2 separate regions of the Mus musculus genome follow, and region 2 is linked to region 1. Evidence: chromatin contacts called from public promoter capture Hi-C data. All regions are on one chromosome and are shown on one strand. Each heading gives the region's core, a stretch centred on a gene start, on an enhancer-like site or on the middle of the called end of the contact. The rest is flanking DNA. Distances are from core to core; before and after follow the strand shown.

Region 1 (4,961 bases), core at 948-3,447:
TTAATTGGTAAATAAAGTATTCACAGATGCTACTGACATTTGGAAATGGGTTTCTCTAAATCTGTTAGTAATCAGATGCTGGCTTATTTTGGCATAAAAATTTATTTTTGGTGTGTGAATGTTTGCGTGTGTGTGTGTGTGTGTGTGTGTGTGTGTGGTGTGTATGCTGAGAGTATATATCTCTGTGTGCCTGTGTGTTTGTGTGTGTGTCTCTGTGTGTTTGTGTGTATGAGTGTTGTGTGGGAGTGTCTGTGTGTTTGTGTGTGTGTCTGTGTGTATATGAGTGTTGTGTGGGAGTGTCTGTGTGTGTGAGTGTGTGTCTTTGTGAGTGACTGTGTGCCTGTGTGAGTGACTGTGTGTCTGTGTTTGTATTTGCGTGTATGAGTGTGTGTCTTGTGTGTGTGTGTGTGTGTGTGTGTGTGTATGAGTGTATCTGTCTGTCCTATGTGAGTGTGTATGTCTGTGTGTGTATGTGTGAGTGTCTGTGAGTGTGTCTCTGTGTGTGTGTGTACATGAACAAAAGGTGTCATCTTCTATTACTTTAAACCCGTTTCTCTTGAGATAGGGTCAAAAGACTCTGGAGTTTACAGTTTCTGCTGGCTGATGGCCAGAAGCCCCAGCAATCCTCCTGCCTCTGCACACACAGTGCTGATTTTATGTAAAGCGAATTCATCGCCCGCTTATCTTCTCATAGGTGCTGGAGGTTGAACTCAGGTCCTCACACTGTGCATCAAGCATTCTATGGCTCCGCATAATCCCTCTGGTGCTAGGAGTATATTTTAAGTGTGAATTAGAAAAGAAAAACAAAACCAGAATAAAACTGAGACGACAGACAGCTCAGGGAGCAAAAGACTTCCTGCTACGAGCATGAGAACCTGAATTCCTTGGCCCAGAACTCTCACAAAAAGCAGTGAGCTTGTTTAGTGTGCCTGGAATCCCAGCGCTGGGGAGGGAGACACAGTGGATCCCGGGGCTCTCTGGCCAGCCAGTCTCGTGACCGAGGAAGACTCTTCATGTTGACCCTCCGGCTGCCACATACAGGTGCGCAGATGTCCATGTGCCCCGATACCCAAGCGCATAGAAACACACAGACGTATACACATACACAAACCACATCTGCATCCGCAAAGGTATGCAAGCAAGTGTGTGGGTTTGTTCTCAGAGTGGAGTCCTCTGCTAATCATGTCCTTGTTCCAAATTTTCTAAGAAAGCATTTCTTTCTTGCCAACACGAGATGGAGGGTGTTACTTAGAGGAAAATATCTTAGGAAACCTTGGGATGTCTGGATATTACATTTTCCCCAGAAGTGAGACTACTTCTTTCTCATGATCTCCTTTTCCTTATCAAGATAGGTATTTTATATAACATACTCTCTTAGAGAACACACAAAATAAAAGTAAACTGTAGTCTTGCCACCTATATTTCGTCACAGTTAACTTTAAAGATTGTATCATTCTCCTTCTGCCCATATGTATAGATATGTGCACCCAGTTATGCACACACACACTCATGTACATGTACACACACAACACAAACACACACAGATATACAGACACAGACATACACACACACACACACAAATACACCTTAGTTTCAGTCTATGTAACCACCATGAAAATTCAAGATCGTGTTGGAAATATTTGCCCATGCCATTAAATACCTTTACAGTAGGATTTTTATTGGCACTATTGTGTAGATGGATGATAATTTATTTAACAGATTTCCATGTTATTAGGCATTTATTTTCTCCCCAAATTCTTAATGTCTCAAACAGCTCCATGATAGATGGCCCTGAACATAAATTCCATAAGTGGTTTTTAATGCAGGACTGTTTTATATGTATGGAAAATCTTGCCCCCAAGCTTCCCCTCCCCCACATTTTTTAATGCTTTCCCCCCCCCCCATGCGCTCTGACTTCTCTGGGCTTTTATTTTTCCATTTCAAAAATTTTTTCAGCGTGATGATGAAATGTTTTACCCACCCAGGTTATTTATGAAGTTCAGTTTAGTTCTATGCTCTAGTAAATTCTCAGCTCTTTTACATTTTCTAGAGATGAATAAATCCGAGCGCTTCATTTTTTGACCTATAAATTTGCATTCATTTTAAGGTATAGATGAGAAAGGTGAAGAAATTCAAGACTCAAGGGGAGATTAGCTGCTTGTTTCAAGTTGTCTACGCTGTTCTTCCTCCTTTGCAAAGATCGACACAGCGTTGGTGGCTCTGCCATCTGCTCCTGTGGCCACCCACCTGCCACACCCTTGCTGTATGTGACTCAGCGAAGTTGGCTTCCTCTTTGAGAGTTCAGAAGGTCCACTGAATGTGACCCCCCAGCCCGGAAGGCTGGAGAAGCAAATCATGGGCCTGGCATATTTCAATGCAAGTAAATTACATTCTGTCAGCCTCATTGCCTTGAATTTCACGGCAAATGTGGGACATTGAACGGCTGGCATTTGACAATCAAGAGAGAGGGAGAGAGAGAGACAGAAGAAAAAAACAAACGCTAACGCCTTATTAATGCAAACAATCTCCGATCCAAATGGCTGTGGGCGAGGAGGGGCTGCTATTTCCATGGAGGCAACTGCTGTTTTTCTTTCTGTTGATGCTAATTTCTCAGAAAAATTTAAGGTACTTTGTGTTTCTAGTTTTTGTTCCACATTGGATTTGAAACATGTGTGCCTTCCCTGGGGGTGGGAAACCACATTTGGTTTTTTTTGGGGGGGGGGGGTTCTAGTAATTAAGGGATTCAGGGGGGGCTGCTTCTATTTACTAGCCTCTGTGTGTCGTAGCTTGCCCAGTAACCTCAAGAGTCTGCATCTTGGTGCATCTTTAGCTGCAGCAGGCAGATGGCTTCTCTGTGGTCAAACTCCCGGGGGGGGGACACAAAAGAAACAAACCTCCCCACCCCCCCAAACCAACTCATTGAAAAAGCCAGGTACCAAAACATCGCAGCGGCATTTCAATGTTGTAGACAAGGGAGAGGTCTTGTCTTGACGTCTAATAGTATGAGAATTTCTTGGTTTTGACATGTATGTGCACACATGCTATGGCCCGTGTGTGGTCAAGAGGGCCAGTTTCAGGAGACAACTCTCTGCTTCTGCTGTGGGTTCCAGTCACTGAACTAAGGGATTCAGACTCGGAGACAAGTGTCCTTACTTGTTGAGTCCCCTTACCTACTCCCTCCACTAGGCAGCTGCCTCTAATTTTCTGTGCAGCCAAGGGAGGCTTCCCTGATCTTTTTTGATCCTGTTTCTACCTCCTGGGTGCTAGAATTACAGGTGCAAGCTATCCTGTCTCATTTGTGCAGTGTCGGGAATCAAACTCAGGGCTTCCTGGGGTCTAGGGCAGCAACTCCACCCATGAAGCTCCACCCCTCAGTTCCTACTACCCTTTCCTGAAGACACAAAGCTTGACCTACCCATTCATGTAATGGTAAAAACAGAACCCAAAACAGGTCTACAACTGTAATATAAAACAGAAATTAAAGGTAAGTGGTTTACAGTGACACATCTACTTCAATTTGGAAATGCTAGGATGGCCAGCATTGTGTGTCTTTGGTTGCGTGTAGACTCCCTATGAACTGGGCATGTGCAGTTTCAGACTGAGGATGTGTAGCTGTTGCAGTAGGGGCCTGGCTTCATTAAGCTGTATTGTGGTTTACCATCCCTGCCTAGATTTACCCATTGTCATTAGCGATATGAATTGCCGTCCCGTCACAGTGAGTGCCAGAGTTACCCAACTCTAAGAGATGAAAGGAAACATGGATGATAGTGGCATGAGAAGAAATTCGAGGGATGCAGACCCGTAGTTGTGAGTGACGCAAGGCTTCAGAAATAGTTTAGCTCAAACAGACCAAGTACAGAATTACTACCACGCTGTCAATTTCAAGAGCAAGATGTGTCGGGAGAGTCTGTGTTCATGTTTTGATACAATGGTGAGCACTGCTTATTATAATCTTCCAGGACTTCATCTTACAAATGCATGCACACAAACAGACAGACAGACAGACAGACAAACCAAAACTCAAAAAAAGCCAAAAAAAAAAAAAATCAAGTGGAATTTTTAAAAACATCTTTTTCTTTTTCTTCCTTTGAGATAGGAGCTTACCATGTAGTCGAGGTTGGCCTTGAGTTCTCAGTCTTCCTGCCTGGACACCCCAAGTGCTAGATTATTGATGCTGCTGCAACCCCCAGCTCAACCCATTTTAAAATGTTTTGTTTAAATTTCTACCTATAAACTATTTTTGGAGTTTTACAGTATAGCCCAGGGTAACCTCAATGTCATGGTATTCCTCTTCAGCTTTCTGAGTGCTGGGATCACAGGCACGCGCCACCAGCTTGGTTTCCATCTAGATTTTTTATTTTATTTTATTTTTTTAAACATGGGGTCTCTTAGAGTCCAAACTGGCCTCCAACTCACTATGTAGCCCAGGCCTGCCTTGAACTCCCAAACTTATGTTTTAATTACAGGCTCCTGTTGCCATGCCTAGCTCTACTGGTAGCATGGAAAGATTATGTTATTCACTTAGCAAATGGGAAAATGGAGTCTTAATAAGGTGATATAAATCAGAACCTTAAAAAAAATAAACAAACCCAACTTAGCTGCTAAGTTTCAGGGTAATTTTTCTTTTCAGTGTTGAGGGATTAAATTAAAGTTAAAAACTGACCTCCTGTGTGTCTGCCTTCCAAGGATGAAATGGAACAGCAGCCATGGAAAAGTTAACCTCCAGAGGGTGTGGCTGCCGTATTTCTCCTCCTCCTGTGATCTGAAGCCAGGGAGATCCAATGATATGTTTCAAGTGTGTGGAACATGTGGTCCATCTTGGGAGAATATACGGGCTCTTGATGTTCTTCCTTGCTGGGCCTTCCTATGTGGTTTCCTTCTATGTGCTGTGTTCCAGTGGTTGATTTCCACCCCCTGTGGTGAGCTCTATATTTGAATCCATGTTTGAGCTCTTGGTAGGG
Region 2 (4,961 bases), core at 793-3,292, 1.6 Mb after region 1:
TGGTTCCAGGTTGCCTTTAAATTCTAGCCTCTACAGATGGGTGAAACCATGTGATAATTCTTCGTCTGCATCTGACTTATTTTTGCTTAACATGAAAACTTCCAGTTCCATCCATTTTTCTGACAAATGACATGATCACATTCTCTCTGGTCAAATAAACCCATACACACACACACACACACACACACACACACACACACATATATATATATACATATATACACACACACATATATACATATACACACACACACACACACACACACACACATATATATGCCCAGAGAAGAAAATATTCTCATTGAGTCCTGTAATTGATTTAAGTCAAAAGATTTAAACCAGGCAGTGGTGGTTCATGCCTTTAATCCCAGCACTTGGGAGGCAGAGGCAGGCAGATTTCTGAGTTTGAGCCTAGCCTGGTCTACAGTGTGAGTTCCAGGACAGCCAGGGCTACACAGAGAAACCCTGTCTCAAAAAAAAAGTTAAAAGATTTTATTTATTTTTATTTTATGTATACGGGTGTTTCGTCTGTCTGTATGTATGTATACCATGTACATGGCCTGGTACCTTCAAAGCCAGAAGAAGGCTGGATCCAGCATGTGGGTGCTGGGAATTGAACCTGGGTCCTCTGCAAGAACTAGTGCTACTAACCATGGAGCCATCTTTCCAGCCCCCTATGATTGAGTTTTTCAAATAAATACTCTCCTTGTCAGCCCAGTATTCTGGCAAAGGATTGTATCCAGGATGTATAAAGGGACTCCCAAAAAAAGTTATTAGGAGAATAAGTAATGCAGTCAATAAATGGCAAATGATCTGAGCTGACACTTCTCAGACAGCTGGTAAATATGGGGAGGGGAGATGCTACACACCCTGTGTTAGACTGAGTTGCCACAGAAATAAAAAAATAAACTGGCCTTCCCTGGGAACACTTTGTCCTTTTCTCAGCACAATGAAAGGTGATGGTCTCTCCGCAGGAACAAGGACCATGTACATGTGGAGTTGGGGTCTTGGGGGCAGAAGAGCCCAGTCCATCTGCAGGTCATTTCCCCTGTAGTCAGGAAGTGGTAGCTCCCAGCGGGTTTGTGTGGATCTCCTGATTAGGAGCTTCCATAGATGTCATCTGTCAATCAACTTTCCTGCCCAGAGCCTCTCAGCCCAGCTGCTGCTTAGACACCATTAACCCTTCATCCTCAGCCATCAGGAAAATACAACCCGAAGCTATGCTGGGAATCCATTTCACGTCACTCAGAATGGCCCTCATCAAAATCGGGGAAAGTTACCTTTATACACTGTTGGTGGGAGTGTAACCACGTGTAACCTGTAGCAAACAATAGGGAGGTTCCTAAAAAAACAAACTACAAGGATGCTATATGACTCTGCTATATGAAGACTAGGTGTATACCCACAGGGAATGAAGTCAGCACTCAGAAGAGAGCCTGTGTGTCCATATTAATACTCAGTACTGTTAACCATAGCCAAGCTACAGCAGTGGCTCAGGTGCCTGTAAACAGATGACAGATGAATAGATAAAAAAGAGGATATATATATATATATATATATATATATATATATATATGTGTGTGTGTGTGTGTGTGTGTGTGTGTGTGTGTGTATGTATATATGTGTGTGTGTATAGATAGATAGATAGATAGATAGATAGATAGACTTTTAATACCAACACTCAAGAGGCTGAGGCAAGTGGATCTCTCTGAGTTCAAGTCCAGCCTGGTCTACATAGTGAGTTCCAGGACAGCTAGGGATACATAGTGAGACCCTGTCTTGAAAATAACAACAACAAAAGAAAGTTTTCCTTTTCATAAAAAAGTATCCATTTTTCTGGACACATACCTCATTGCTAGGGTGCTTGTATAGAGTGCATAAGGTTCTGTGTTAGAGCCCATGCTTTAAGAACTAAGCTCGCCAAGTCTAGTAACACTGGTTTCGATATCCACCAACCTCTCCCTGCTTGCAGGTAGCTTTGGCGTCATAATGGGTCTTTATTTGCTAAAGATACATCTGGGCGTGTAGACACAGATGGAGACATTGGTGCCCCCGACTGTAAAGCCCCGTTTGCTATTCATTTGCAGCCGGTGAGAAATAGCTTCCCTAAACAAAACAAAACCTTTATCTCCTTGGCAGGTTGTTCCCAACCCACAAAAGAACAATACGGACGATTCTGACAAACTCACTGAGTCCTATTTAAAAGCCCAGGCAGCTGCCAAGCCTCCGTACATCTTCTCTCTTCTCACTCGAGCCTCCGTACATCTCTCTTCTCACTCGAGCCTCCGTACATCTTCTCTCTTCTCACTCGGCACAGAGAGAAAAATGCTCTTGCAGAGGCGGTCCTGGCTCTGGCTGTACATTAGAATCGGTGTCATTCTGGGTGATATTTTGGGACGTAAACCAAGCATCCGGGAGCAACATGGGGGAAACAGCTGCTATCAGCTTAACAGACTTTTCTGTGACTTCCAGGAAGCAGATAACTACTGCCACGCCCAGAGAGGACGCCTAGCCCACACGTGGAACCCCAAGCTTCGGGGTTTCCTAAAAAGCTTCCTGAATGAAGAAACAGTGTGGTGGGTCAGGGGAAACCTGACGCTGCCCGGATCGCATCCAGGGATAAATCAGACAGGTAGGGCTCTCGTGTTGAATGTTGAGGGGAAAAGCTTTCTTGGGCTGTGTTCTAGGGTGGAAGAAAGTCATCTTTGGCCTTTCCACTTTTTTTTTTTTTTTTTCAGATTACATTTTAAGGTATTGTTTTTTCCCTTTTTGAGATTTATTTATTTTACGTATGAGTGCTTTATCTGCACATCTACCTGCTTGCCAGAAGAGGGCATCAGATCGATTACAGATGGTTGTGAGTGTCCATGTGGTTGCTGAGAATTGAACTCGGGACCTCTGAAAGAGCAGCCAGTGCTTTTAACTTCTGAGCCATCTCTCCAGCCCCCTTTCAGCTTTTATAATCAGAAAAAGGGTTAGTTTGACCATCAATCTCTCTCCATACGCTTTCCACTTTTGTGTCTCGGCCAACATTTGTCTCCATAGCAATGGCAATGTACTTTTTCCCCCCCTGAGACAGGGTCTGTCTGTGTAGCCTTGGCTGTCCTGGAATGTGCTCTGTAGATCACGTTCCAGGCCTTGAACTCACAGAGATCCTCCTGCCTGTGCCTCCTGAGTGCTGGGATTAAAGGTGTGCACCATCATTGACCGGTGGCAATGAGCTTTTTGTCAGAGCCTGTCTAAAACTTAATTCCTGAGTCTTCATGTATGGTGTTATTTTGCTTTATTTGATTTGGGGTATCTGGAATTTTTGTTGTTTTGTTTTATATTGTGACAGTTTTGCTTTATAGTGCAAGATGTCCTGAAACTTGGTATTCAGCACAAACTGGTCTCAAACTCTCAATCCCCCCACCACGCACCCCCCCCTTAAGTGTTGAATGTTGAATGAAGAGGAAAGCCTTTTGAATGTTGGCTTTCCAGGTATACAAATAGTTGCTATTATACAAGATTCTAAAGAGAAAAAAACTCTTACAGTGACTTTCTTTGTTATCTTTGCCTCCAGATTTCCTAAAACAGAAGCTAGGAGAGAAATTACCTCTTTATTGTTTTTTTTACAAAATCGAGTACCATAATCTTGCAATTTTAGCAAAAAGAAAAAAAAACAAGAAATTATTATATCATCATGTCTCCCTAATGTCTAGGTAATTAATTCTAAGATCTATGATTAAAATATCTAAATATTGAAGAGTAATCTATAATACTCAGGGAGAAGTCGTAACTTTTCATTTGCTGGAAGCCAGACAAGTTGGGCATATATGTGCTTTAGTGCCACCGTGTGTGGAGGCCGAGTATCAAACTCCGATGTTTCTCCTCACCTTCCACCTTGTTTGGGGCAAGGTCTCTTTTGTTGTCCGCCACAGTGTACCCCAGGTCCCACAGGTCTCTGGGATCCTCCTTCCTTCACCTCCCATCTCACCTAAGAGCACTGGGATTACAGATATGGGAGGCTACCATGCCTGGCCATACATGGGCTCCAGGGATTCGAACTTGGGTCCTCACATCTGCCCAGCAAGTGTTTTGCTCACTGAGCCACCTCCCCTGTCTAACTCTGAAGAGTGGGACTTAACTGAGTCTGGTGCCCCTCCAGGAGGTGATGACGTCTTAAGGAACCAAAAGCCTGGCGAGTGCCCTTCCGTGGTCACACACTCTAATGCTGTCTTCTCAAGATGGAACCTGTGCATAGAGAAGCATCATTTCATTTGCCAGGCTGGTGAGTCACCAAACTACATCAATTTTAGTTTCGAAACTGGTATTACATAAGGTATGCACATGAGAGGATAAATTTTAAATAGTCTGGAATTGACCATTGGACAGATATAAGAATTTCTATCTTTTTAAAAAGATTTATTTATTTTATATATGTGAGTACACTGTAGCTATCTTCAGACACAGCAGCAGAGGGCGTCAGATCTCATTACAGATGGTTGTGAGCCACCATGTGGTTGCTGGGAATTGAACTCAGGACCTCTAGGAGAGCAGACGGTGCTCTTAACCACTCACTGAGCCTGCTTTCCAACCCAAGAATTTCTATTTTTAGTTTTTTTTTTTTTAACTTGTCCTGTTTGCCTGTGGAGATGGGAGTTGGGGGTTGGCACAGGTGCCGCAGGACACATATGGAGGTCAGAGGTCAACTTGTGGGGGTCAGTTCTCTCCTACCAGGTGGATTCTGGGGTTTAAACTCAGGTCATCAGGCTTACTGGCAGGTGCCTTTTGCCTCCGAGTCATCCCTCCAGCCTGCAGTTTCTAGTTTCATAACACTGGCTATCCCAAGAAACTGCCCCTTGGAGTGAGTGATGTCTTCACCCCTCCATGCTAGCTGCTAGATGAACTCTCACGGTCGACCTGGGTGAAGTGCAGGAGAGACTGAGCTGGTAGCTTTCCCTCCCCGAATGCTCACCCCC

The links. Promoter capture Hi-C pulls out the DNA fragments that hold promoters and counts their contacts.
Region 2: a contact with region 1 is called in a promoter capture Hi-C map of hippocampal neurons, with 6 times the contacts expected there. The contact joins the promoter of Pkd1l3 here to the enhancer-like site in region 1. A contact is called at or near these places in 5 of 39 promoter capture datasets (the 3T3-L1 cell line, cranial neural crest, hippocampal neurons and 1 more).

Annotation. Positions count from the first base shown.
Region 1 is chr8:107,978,439-107,983,399 of GRCm38.p6, forward strand. No RefSeq gene overlaps it. Among named protein-coding and RNA genes, the nearest start is that of Gm39242, 150 kb to the left of the region's middle. Within about 2 kb of position 2,198, at least 28 of the 459 cell types and tissues checked have an H3K27ac peak or open chromatin away from gene starts, as enhancers often do. A contact at or near this core is called in hippocampal neurons, where this site is marked.
Region 2 is chr8:109,612,192-109,617,152 of GRCm38.p6, forward strand. Pkd1l3 (polycystic kidney disease 1 like 3) reads left to right here and starts at 2,043. Exons shown (of 33, transcript NM_001286454.2): 1 at 2,043-2,632; 2 at 4,148-4,270. The coding sequence starts at 2,326.